2 separate regions of the Mus musculus genome follow, and region 1 is linked to region 2. The links are chromatin contacts, called in public promoter capture Hi-C maps. All regions are on one chromosome and are shown on one strand. Each heading gives the region's core, a stretch centred on a gene start, on an enhancer-like site or on the middle of the called end of the contact. The rest is flanking DNA. Distances are from core to core; before and after follow the strand shown.

Region 1 (5,873 bases), core at 1,416-3,915, 470 kb before region 2:
AGGTTTGCAGGCAAAATTCTGATTCACCTTGTTCTAGTAGTATAATTTCATTAGGTCTTTGCTTCCTTGCCTGTTCTGTGCTATTACTAGCATGGCCTGCATCCGGAGCCCTCTATGAGAATGAGTAGTTAGCAATCTCAAAGCATACAGGCAAGGTTGAGCACACTTAAACATCTTAAGGGTGCTGACAACATCTAAAGGATTTTTAACCAGGGTAGACACTCAAGCTTTCGATTGCTTGTGAATGAAGGAATGAAATAATTCAGTCCCACAGACATCAGAGTTCACAGGACAATTCTAAGGCCCTAGTGACACTGTGTCCTCTTGCAAGGGGCATCATGAGTTCTTGGGCAGTAGAATGGATGGAAGGAATGGGGGGGGGGGGTAACTGCCTCTGTCAAATTGTAACACTGCACCTTGTCTACCTTCATTGTGCAGCCATCTTCTAAAGGACACACCTCTTAATAATGTTTGTATTGGAGATTAAGCTCAGACATAAGCTCCCAAGAGAATCAAAATATATCAGCCTCTGTGACAAGTAGAGCGTTTCAGAGTAAGGTGGAAAGATCATTGCCAGTGGGTGTAAGTAAGGGTGAGAATAGAAGCTCAGAGCTAACATATCACACACATAAATTACAGAAGCTCTGGAGAAACTTCTAGAGTAGCGGTTCACAAACTGTGGCTCTCGATCCCTACAGAGGTGGCATAGCAGATACCCCGCATATAGGATATTTACATTTTGATTCATAACAGCAGCAAAATGGCAGTTATTAAGTAGCAGCAAAATAAGTTTATTGTTGGGGGTTACCACCACATAAGGAACAGTATTAGTGTGGCAGCATTAGGAAGGTTGAGAACTGTTGCTCTTGAGTCCTGAAATCCTTTATCCTGAGCCTGATCTCAGGCTTTCGTTATCTTAGAAACTTACCATTCTACCTGGAATACGTGGGTACCAGCTTCTTCTGAGAATCTGGATCTTTTTAGCTTCTATAAGCCCCTGCTGTCAAAACTCCTAAGTTCAAGCAGAGGTAATATTTCAAGCTCTCTTGGCACTTGATGTCCAAGAGTAATCTGACTTCAGTACTCACAGGCACAGCCAGAGATATTGCCAGTGCTGTCGTCAGGTGGAAATGGGGAAGGTGTAACTCTCAGAGACGGAGTCATCTGACCGGTGCCAAGCAGAGATAAGCATATAGGTTTGAATCATATGTCTAAAGACAGCTGTTCTACATTGTTCTGCATAAAAAACACCCAAAACCAAACCAAACAACAACAACAAAAACCCCAGGAAATGAAGAACTGGGCATATTTGTAGAGATAGTAGATGTCACTTAAATTTATTCTGAGTGCTATTGGTTACCTCCTGGAATTCCAAAGTACTTCTCCCACTAAGGGGACATGGTGCCTAAAATTCTATCATTCCGATTCAGTACTTCAGGCTTGGCCAGTGAGGCACACTATTTCTTATCTACTCTTTCAGGATTACTGTTCAAAACTCCTCTGTGCAATTCCATCTAGGCCATACTGATGACCATCATCTGCCCTCCTCCATGCCATGCCTGTTGAGTTTCTTGTCTCTGTCACATCCACACCCTCATCTACACCTGACCCAGCCTATGATGGCCAACAGCCAACGCTGAACAGACACCTCTTGAAATCATAAATTTCTTTGCACTTAGCAATGCTCAGTAAATCTTTTTTTTTAAATAAATCTTTTAAAATGCATACAGACTGCACAAATTAAGCGCAATGCACTGTACTGGTTTACTGTGACTAGAGGATTTAAAAAATAAAAACCTTTTACAAATTGCATTTTTAAAAAGCAAATGGAGAGTTATATTTACGTTTGCAACTATGGCATACCTACATTCGCTTACTAAGTTGTGCCACATTAAATATTATCTGAACATTTGAGGAGGAATGATTAATCTTACCCAACTTTTCTTAGAGTCTTCAGACACTTGAGAAATGGGACTAGGAAAATACCAGACATGCATTGTGAGCTTAGAAGGACACTTCTGTGCCTTAGAATTAAAGGGGTGGTGTGTAGGCGAAGTGGGACAGGTCATAAAAATATAATTGTATAATATGTATGAATGTGTATATATATATATAATTGTAGGGAGTGAGTGAACGTAGAGCTATGATTTAAAAGGTTGTAATTGAATGGTAACAACTAATCTATAATGAACATATTTTTTTTAAGTCCTAAGTTCTTAAACAATAATTTAAAAAGAAAAACAAAATTAAAACAGTCTTTCAGTTCAGACATATTATTTAAGCTCCACAAAGTTTTTTTTTGTTTGTTTGTTTGAGTTCAGCTTATTATTTGTCTTAGACTCAGGGACAAATGCTAAAGACGTTTAAGGTCACAACTCTAATAAATAGAGTGGGAGCCAAATCAAATCTTCGTGACTTTTCACAAGTCAAATAGAATTGAGAGTACGGAGAAAACAGGCAGAAAACACGCCCAGGGAAAGATCCCATTAGGAAGTAAAGGCTCCCTGTGACTCTTTGATCTGGGCAGGACTGCTCCAAAGAAAGCCACAGGTGGGGACAGGGAACAGGATTAGGTCAGGGACAGTGGAGCTTGCCACTGCTATTCTTACTGCTTCTCTTCCGGAAGTCAGGAAACCCAGCGCCACCTGACCTCCTGCGGCTGCCATAGAATCCCTGTTGCCATGACTCCCGGATTGCGTCCCACACTCTGAGAGGCGCAGCTGCTAGGGCTGAGGGAAATCCTGCCTGCCGGTCTCCCTGTTTCCCTGACCAGAGATCCAGAAAAGCACCATGGGCCGAAGTAAGCGACCCTCACCCTCGGTGGGCTCAGCACCCGCTCCCCACGGCCAGCCAGTTCCCCTCCTCCCACCGCAGGGCCAGCCCCCAGGTGCCTCAGCTGCACCAGGCTCTCTGTCTTCTGCCCAGTACTCCTCAGATTCCCTCAAGATCCCTTAGGTCCTTCTGGGTCTGCGTAAGACCCCCTGAAGTCCCACCACGATATTTCATTATCCTATAGGTCCTCCTAAATCCTTTCAGGAGTTCTTGGGTCCCTTCAAGTCCCTTAAGTCTTATCAGGTCTCTTGAGGTCCCCTCAGATTCCTTATGTCCTCTCAAGTGCCTGCCATGTTCTCTACTTGTCACTGGCCAGCAGCTACCCAGTCTATGAAGTGGGCTCTAGGGAGAAAGGGACTTCGGGAAGACGGGATGGCTCAGCCTTAACACATGATTGGTTAGGCTGTGAAGTCCTGTGTGACACATTCTGTGTGCCACCATCTCGCTGAATAAGATAGTGCAGTCTAATGGAAGAGGGCACCAATTTTCAGAGTCATGGTTTGGTACACACCCTTCTCTATGGCCATCCTAAGAGTTCTATAACTTTGCTCTGGAACCCCATCTTTGAACCTCAGCGTCCTCATTTCCACAGCAAGGTTTTATTCTACAGTCTTAGTAAATAGGTAAAAGTGTTTATCTAAAGCTATTATAACTGTCCTCAAAGCGATGTGAGGAGTAAGTGTTTTTAGATTAGGTTGAATCATTTCTATTATCAAGGAATTTTTGATGCTAACAAATGGCATTTGCATACAGTTATCATTGTCAAAGTATCACCATATGTGTATAAGTGTGTGTGTGTGTGTGTGTGCATGCATACATGTGTGCAGATTCACATTTGTGTGCATATGGAATCTGGAGTTTGGCATCTAACATCTCAATTGCTTCCCACTGTATTTTCTTTAAATCAGGATCTCTCATTTAAAATAGAGCTTCTATTCAGTAAATTCACTAAACTGGCTGATCAATGAGTTAGAGGGGCCTGACTGTCTCTGCCTCTCTAGTGCTAGGATTACAGACATACCCTCCTCCATGGATGCTAGTAATCTAGACTCATGCCTTCATTCTTTACCAGCTGAGTCATCTCATCCTCCATAATTAATATTTTTTAGTCAAGAGACTGTGATTGGGGCTGGGGCACAGTTCAGCAGTAGAGCACTTGGGAGTCTCAGAAAAAGAGGAGGAGGAAAGAGGATGGGAGGGAGGGAGAGAGGGAGGAAGGAAGGGGCTGTGGAGAGTTTACTGAATGAATGTAAGATGGTAAACATAAATAATGAAGGAGAGTAAGATGGTGGGGTTTCTTCTTGCCTTGGAAATCTGCAAGAGGTCACCTTTACAAATGTCCTGTTGAGAAGCTAGAGAGTTTTCACCAGGTACCTAATTAGCCATGTAGGACTGGCGGAAGAGAGTGGCCTGAAATGAAGTCCAGAGAACAAGATGAATGACACTGTCACAAGTGCTCACACATTTCATGCCAGATTCAGATGTTTTCCATGCATTTCTCTCTCTCTCTCTCTCTCTCTCTCTCTCTCTCTCTCTCTCTCTCTCTCTCTCTTTCTCCAATGTTCCAAGTCAGGGTCAGGGAACCATGACCAATGGATCCATTTTTATGGGAGGTAACACAGAGCTGAGAACCACCTTGGCCAATATCTGATCCCAGGAACTAAGACAGAATGGAGAGATTTTAGGGTCCTTCTTAGACATACTCTCCTCTCTGTGATGATTAATTTTTGTCAACTTACTGCAAATTAGAGTCATCTGAGAAGACAGTCTCAGTTGAGGAACTGTGTTTATCAGATTGTTCTACAGGCAAGTCTGTGAGGGTATTTTCTTGTTTAATGTTTGATGTGGGAAGGCCTAGCCCACTGATACCATACACAGTCAGGGAGTCTTGAGTTGTACAAGAAAGTAAACTGAGCAGGCAGGCAGGCCATGGAGAGCGAGACTGTGAGCATCATTCCTCCATGGTTCCTTCGTCAAATCAAGCTCCTGTTCTGACTTCTCCCAGTGACAGATCATGATCTGGGAGTTATAAGATGAAATAAACCCTTTCTTCTTCAGGTTAGTTTTGGTCATGGTGTTTAGTCACAGAAAAAAAAAAAAATTTGGACACCCCTGCTCTACCTTGAATAGCTTTCTGCTTGCTAACATGTCTTCAGTTTTCTAGAAGAGTTTGTGGTAAGTCTATTTTTCCTTACATGGTTGGTATGGTTTATCTGTGGAAACATGTGTGCCTAAATTCTCTTTGCTAGAAGGCTTGTTACTCCGTATCTAGCTACTTGAGGTGACTGACAGCTCCTTAATCTACCCTTGTGTTTTTAATGAGCTTGGTAGTTTTCATCTTATTAAACAATTTAACATATCTTTATTAATTTTTAGGGGAGGTGCATAATATTTACAATATTCTCTGTATCCTTTAATATTTGCATATTAGATATATACATACATATATATGTTTATATATGTCCTTTAATGTTTATATAGTAGTATTATCTCCCATTACAAAAATTGGCAATTTATTCCATCCATTTTTCTGCCAAGTCAGAATAAAGTTTACAAATTTCACTTTCTTACCTCATCAGCTTTGATTTTTTTTCCTGATTTTTCCCTGGTTTCTTTGTCATTTGATTTTTGTTAGAATCTTTATTAGTTTATTTTGTTTTGAATTTGATTTGTCCTTTCCACAAACCTTAAAGTGGAAGCTGATGTCATGTCTCTGCTCTATATCTTTCTGACCATGGACACTCAATGCTATAAATTTTCCTCCCAGACATGTCTTAGCAGTGTCTCCAATGAGGCCATTCTGCCCAAAATGCAAATTTGCTTCTTTTTGTTTCTGATGTTTTATTAATAACATATATTATAATATCATATGTTTTATATATAATGTTATATGTAACATGATATATGATATTATAATGTATTATGATGTATCTATAGTCTAGAGTTTAGTTGGTGCAGTTTGGCAATGTGAATCCTCTCCAGGACCCCATCCTGGAATCTAGACTCTGTTGCTCTTATGTTTTAGCCTTGTCCTGGCACTT
Region 2 (6,260 bases), core at 1,109-3,608:
GACATCAGATGAGATTGTTTTGAACTATTTGAACCTCGCAGATAAATAAGCATGTGATACATTTGAGCAGAGAAAATGAGTTCCAGAAGGAAAAGGGAGAACATAGGTCAGATCTCAAAAAAGGCAAAGTAAACACCTATCACATTTAAAATTTCCTGGTGTGTAATAGTTCACCTGTTTCCCTGATGTCGTTGGGATTTAATGAAAGGCAACACATTAGTCTAACCATGTTAAGAAAGAGCACACATCCTGTCAAAGCTCTCTCCACTTTATTGAACACACACACACACACACACACACACACACACACACAAATGGCATTGTGGGAGACAGACTAGGCTGAGAGCAGAAGGCCAGGGTGTCACCATCACTCTGCCGCCAGTGTCATGTTGTGCTCACATGCTTACTTGGGCCTCTAAAGGGACAAAAGCAGGCTTCTTGGGGTTCCTCGAATGTTGTGGTTGCTAGAACTTGTGTGGGGAATATATTATGAACAGAGTCAGGAGAAGGAAACACTAGGGAAATAAGAGTATTGTTTATGTACTCATGTCTGTGTCTCTAGGGGATGGCACATTCTTAGTCCTGTTTCTTATCTAACAAACATTACCAGTCGATAATAGCATTTCCTTCAGATAAGTTGGCAGCAGTTGGAATCCTGCATTCCAGGCAATCTCGACCAGTCCATACTAGAGTTTAAAAAATAATCAGATATTATTTTGAGGCCTTGACCAGTTGGGAATATATATATATATATAAAATTTATATCTATATTATATGTATATGTACATACATAGATATTTCATATATCCAGATTTTTAGACCAGTGTAATTTAGTTATTTGATTTTGTTATTGTTGAATCATTTGAGTTCTTTACATATGTAGACTTTATTAGCAACTCTTTGTCAGGTTTATTTCATGTGCTCAAGAGCCAGGAACCATGGCAGTGCCTTGAGGCAAGTCAGGTGTGAAGGAGCCAGGCACACCCGCTCTATTTGTTCATTCTGCCTACACCTGCCTAGGATGAGAGAACTTTCATCGCTTTCAATGAAGGAACTCTAATGATAATCAAGTGGATCCAGCTGCTGCCTGCCTCCCTAGCCTTGAGGGACATTTAGTGGAAAGTTGCCCCAGAGTTACTGAAAGTCCCAGCAGGGTCCCTAATTGAAGACTTCTCAAATATGGGAGTCCAGAGGAACAGAAAGGGAACTATCCTCCCAGTTAAATGGGGTGGCCTGGTACCTTCACCTACTTGGTGGATTCCCTGCAAATTCTCCATCAAGGTCTCTTACTGGCTCTCAGCCAAGTAGAATCTCTTGTTCCCTTGGTGTTGCTGTCACCTGGTCTTGGAAGCTCTGGTCTTACGTATATAAGTATGTATATAAAGTAGTGACGCTTCCCATGGCTCCACTGATGTTCTCAGGAGAAAAGAAAGAAAAGACCAAATAGAAATGGCAGCATATGTGTGTGCATTTTCCACCTCCTTATCTCAGTGTCATGGCAGGTCCTCCTTTACCTTCTTGATGGAAGAGCTGCCTGTGTCTCCCTGGGTGCTGCCTGGTGGAGGTCTGGTACTGAGCGGACCTGGGCAGGACGCACTGAACCTGGGACTGATTGCCTAAGCCACACAGTTCCGAATAGTGTGCAGTTCAAAGTGCCCTTATGCGTTTCTCCCCTGACTTCTTTAGCTCCTGCTTGGCTGAAAGATGGTAGCAGATAAGGAAAGAGTTCTTCAGGAGAAGCATGGAGGTGACTGTGTCTGGGGGAAGGGCATGAGGACGGCATTGACACCGACCAGCATTGCTCTCAAACACAGCCTGGAAATGTGGACAGAAGGGCCCTGCTGGATCCCCTCAGGGATCTCTTCCCAAACCTCCTATTCTAGGCCTGAAGACCACAGAGGGAGGGAGAGGATGTGAGTGCACAGAGCCTAGGAAGGTAGGGATGGGGTAGAAGAAGAGACACAGGGATGAGCCAGGTAGTGAGGGGTAAGGGAAAGAAGCAGAAAGGACTGTAGAGAGGGAGCTCAGAGTTGCAAATGGTACAGGGGAGGAGAAAAAAAATGTTAAAGTCAGGCATCTACAGAGCACCAGACAAAGGAACCTGAAGGGCAGGTGCTGTGCGGGCCAGACACATCCGGCTTCTGTCAGCAAGGCTGACAGAGGCTGACTGCTGAACTCGAGCTATTTTAAGGACAGTTTGAACTTTGCAAGAAGCTGAAAAATGTCTTCTCTTCTTGAGGTTAGAAGGCCTTCCTAGATGATTTGAGTTTCATAAATTACCGATCTTTCTCCAGTCTTAGAAAGTAGATCCCAATGACTCCTGTGCATAGCTACTTGTGTGGTTGTTGGCTGCCCCCTGCTGGTTAAGTCTGGGTGCTGCATGCTGCAGGCTGATCAGAACTAGCTTGAAACTGCATGGTGGGATAAAGGTGATTTCTCCACCTCCTCTCCCACAGTGTTAGACTAGGTCCATAGGATATCAACCTTTCTTGTAAAGTTTAATCTTGGGTTTTGATTGACACTATGTAGAGTTTCACTTGGACTTCAAATTCAGCACATTCTCTCGAAGCTTCTCATATTCTTGGGCCTGAGGCCACCACACACCCGACATTTGTTTTGTCATATCCTAGCAACAAGAGCCTCAATGTGCTCCTCTTGCTCTTCCTGTCACTCTGTTCAGTCCTTCTGAGACCACCAGGAGGATTATCTTTCAGGAAACCCTTATTATCTCCTCATCCCTTCTCTTTCGCCAGCCATGACAGCAATCACTGACCACAGCCCTCGCTGAGCTGAGTACAGATATAGATACAGATATCTCCATTGTCCTTTCTGATGTGTGCTAGGGTGCTCGGTAAATGTCCAATAGTCGGTAGAAGCAAACTATTCATACTGTGTGTTTCTATATTTGTTGCCTGCCTGTAATAAAGCTTAATTTACAGACTAAGCACGGTACAAGATTAATAGGAATAACTAACCTGAGTAGAACATGGACAGTAACAAATCATAATAAAGTAATTTAATACCCATCAATGGCTTGTTTATGGAGTTTGCATTTAATATTCTCAGAGTATGCTAGCAATGAATGACTAAAATCATGGAAAGCAAACAACAGACACATGGGAGCTGTTATATGAATGCACATTGTGCATACACATGTATGTACACTATGTGTCTCTATCGTATATGCCTGTGTGTGCATGTGTTCACGTGTGGTACTAGGAATTAAAGCCAGAGGTACTAGGAATTAAAGCCAGAACTTGACACATGCTAAGCAAGTGTTCAATCAATACACTGTATGTTTATGTGCTGTGTGTGTGCCATATGTGTGTATGTGTATGTATGTATCATATGTGTGTGTCATATATGAATGTGTTGCCAGGCATTGAAACCAGAAACTGACATTGGTGATCTACCAGTCATATAACTTGTATACATACTATCCAGTGTACTCATGTCTGTGTAACAAAGTGTGTGTGTGTGTGTGTGTGTGTGTGTGTGTGTGTGTTCTGTGTCTTTAATTCCAGCAATAGGGAATTATGGAAGTCACTTTGATATTTTCCTAAAGCAATTCTTGGTTACTTAAAGCTCTGAGCCCTGGGTTAGTCACTGGATATAAACAAACCTGGTACAGCCTCTGCTCTCCAGGAGTGGAGTATGACTGACCAAGCAACACAGACCACGTGGTCATCCAACTCTGAAAGTTAGATGCACTTGGCCGATTCCCATCATGTACTGAGTTTCCTACCATTCTATGCAACAAATTGCCACTGTCTTGGTGGACTTTAATGATACCATTTCTTTATGCAACTCACAGTTTCTGAGCATCAGTGGTCTAATTCGGTCCTATGATGAGGCCTTGTTGAGGCCAGGAAGAGATTCTCTCCCTCCAGTCTGTCGAGATGTAACTCGATGTAGTGTGGCACAGTCACAGGCTTTTGACATATAATGAAGAGAGCAAAGAAGGAGTGAGTCTTGGTGTCTGCTTAGACTTGGTGGAAGCAATCATATAAGAGCATGACTCACAGGGAACAACCATGTACATCTTGTGGAGCCATCCCCATGTTTACATGCATATCAGATGAGATATTGGGAAGAGTCTGAAAGGCTCCTACTTCTGCTATAGGATTTGGGCTCTGGGATGCGTGGTGTTTTTTTGTATACCAACTCAGCCTTGGCATCCACTTCCATGTTCAATGCCAACTGAAGGCACATCTCATAGAGCTGAGGTTAGTGCTGTATGTTGTAGAACCAAGCACTTAACATTTTACACAATACTGGTCTTTAAAATGCTACAGCAGGGGAATGGCCATATTGACCTTGAGAGTCACTCTAAGGATGATGAACTGGCATGTGTGAAGTGGTAGGTGACAGACAGGTGATGACCAAGTGTAGTAGGGAGAGGTGCTGATGTTGACATCATCAACACCGTCATCACTCTCACCTGAGAAGAGGAATCGGGGCTCAGAGTAGGTAGGTTTCACTTAAAAGTTAAAGCTATTCATTTCAAATAAAAAGCCTAACAGACTGAAGAGGTTGGTGATTGTGGTTAAATTCCTAGACAAGGCTGGAAGTCAGAAAATGTGTTCTAAGACAAAAAAAAAAAAAATTAAAATGTCTAACTGATCGAGCAACAGCATGAGCCTCTCTTTTTTCCAATTTTTATTAGATATTTTCTTCATTTACATTTCAAATGTTATCCCAAAAGTCCCCTATACCCTCCCCCAGCCCTGCTCCCCAGCCCACCCACTCCCACTTCTTGGACCTGGCGTTCCCTGCTCCTTTCTTAACCACTCTCAGTGCTGTTCATCATTTTTTCCACCTTCAGGGTTGCTGTGGCTGATGGATGAAGTAACGTATAAAGCATGTGACACTACACTGTCCAGTGTCTCACTGACCACCCCCCCCCCTTTTTGTAATTGCCTGCTGCACCAGCCAGGACTAAAGCTCCCTCCTCCCTTCTTCCTTCCTTCTAGGTTCCTGATTGTCCTGGGATGCTTGATTCTGGCCGTGCTCACCACCTTCAAGGAATATGAGACTGTGTCTGGAGACTGGCTTTTGCTGCTGGTAAGCTATGGTCCATTGACACTGTACTCCAGGACGGAAGCTCTAGGTGGCATTTACCTGGAAGCTATTTGCCTAGATCTCAGATTCCTAATGTCTCTAGCCAAGTCAAGGTCCAAGAAAAAGCAATGCCCCCTTTGTCTTGCCAGGCCTGCCATAGGCATAGCCTTTCTGATGATGATCCACTGTTCTGGACAGAAATAAGGAGCATGTAGTCCAAGCCCAAACCACCAGTATTAAATGAAAAAAACATAGCTTCCTGGCCCTCTGCAAGTTCACCTAAAGATGTACTCCATTCTAAACCCTGACCCTTCTTTGATTTCTCAAAACATAAACTGAGGATGATACTACAAAACGCATGAGGCAATGGCTGGCTCAAAAGCTAAGGTTAGCAACACTGTCCAGCTAGGAGAGCAGTGTCTGAGTGTTCTGGGTGGGGTTAGCAGATTGTTTTTGACCTCACTTATAGGGTATTTTAATAGATTCAGTGGACTAAAAAAAAAAATGATTGGTTGGAATGGAATCTTCAGAAAAGCTCAGACCTGGATTCATTTTGCATAGAGGGTTAAGATGGCGGGATGAAGACAGGAGCTGTCACAATGGCCAACATGCACTTCTTCCCCTGGCCCCAGTATCCTCGCCACTAGTGCAGCAGCAGCAGATACCCATTTCCTCTGAGCTCAGTAGTCCTGACACTGGATACTAGGTAACCTCGTGCCATCCCCTGTTTCACACAGGAAACCTTTGCTATTTTCATCTTTGGAGCTGAGTTTGCTTTGAGGATCTGGGCTGCAGGATGTTGCTGTCGATACAAAGGCTGGCGTGGACGGCTAAAGTTTGCCAGGAAGCCCCTGTGCATGTTGGGTAAGCCCTGAGAATTGGGTCCAGTGGTGACCTCACTCCTCTCCTATAGTATTTCTCTAGGAAGGTTTTATGGGTGAAGAGTGCCAAAATATCTGGTGTTGAAATGGAGGAGCTAGAGAAAGTACCCAAGGAGCTAATGGGGTCTGCAACCCTATAGGTGGAGCAACAATATGAACTAACCAGTATCCCCCGGAGCTCGTGTCTCTAGCTGCATATGTATCAGAAGATGGCCTAGTCGGCCATAGTGGAAAGAGAGGCCCATTGGTCTTGCAAACTTTATATGCCTCAGTACAGGGGAACGTCAGGGCCAAGAAGTGGGAGTGGGGGTAGGAAGG

What was found. Promoter capture Hi-C pulls out the DNA fragments that hold promoters and counts their contacts.
Region 1: a promoter capture Hi-C map of hippocampal neurons shows a contact between it and region 2, with 6 times the contacts expected there. The contact joins the promoter of Lrrc6 here to the enhancer-like site in region 2. A contact is called at or near these places in 11 of 39 promoter capture datasets (the 3T3-L1 cell line, cranial neural crest, embryonic stem cells and 6 more), 1 of 484 Hi-C or Micro-C datasets (cranial neural crest) and 2 of 115 datasets of contacts at active chromatin or transcription factors (embryonic basal ganglia and embryonic stem cells).

What each region holds. Positions count from the first base shown.
Region 1 is chr15:66,497,702-66,503,574 of GRCm38.p6, reverse strand. It overlaps Lrrc6 (leucine rich repeat containing 6 (testis)), which reads left to right and starts at 2,665. Exons shown (of 12, transcript NM_019457.2): 1 at 2,665-2,800. The coding sequence starts at 2,791. It overlaps Gm31006 (a long non-coding RNA gene), which reads right to left and starts at 2,710. Exons shown (of 5, transcript XR_384154.3): 1 at 2,610-2,710; 2 at 1,935-1,974; 3 at 1,089-1,164.
Region 2 is chr15:66,030,184-66,036,443 of GRCm38.p6, reverse strand. It overlaps Kcnq3 (potassium voltage-gated channel, subfamily Q, member 3), which reads left to right. Exons shown (of 15, transcript NM_152923.3): 2 at 4,974-5,064; 3 at 5,799-5,925. Among named protein-coding and RNA genes, the nearest start is that of Hhla1, 57 kb to the right of the region's middle. Within about 2 kb of position 2,358, at least 9 of the 459 cell types and tissues checked have an H3K27ac peak or open chromatin away from gene starts, as enhancers often do. A contact at or near this core is called in hippocampal neurons and stem cell-derived epiblast-like cells, where this site is marked.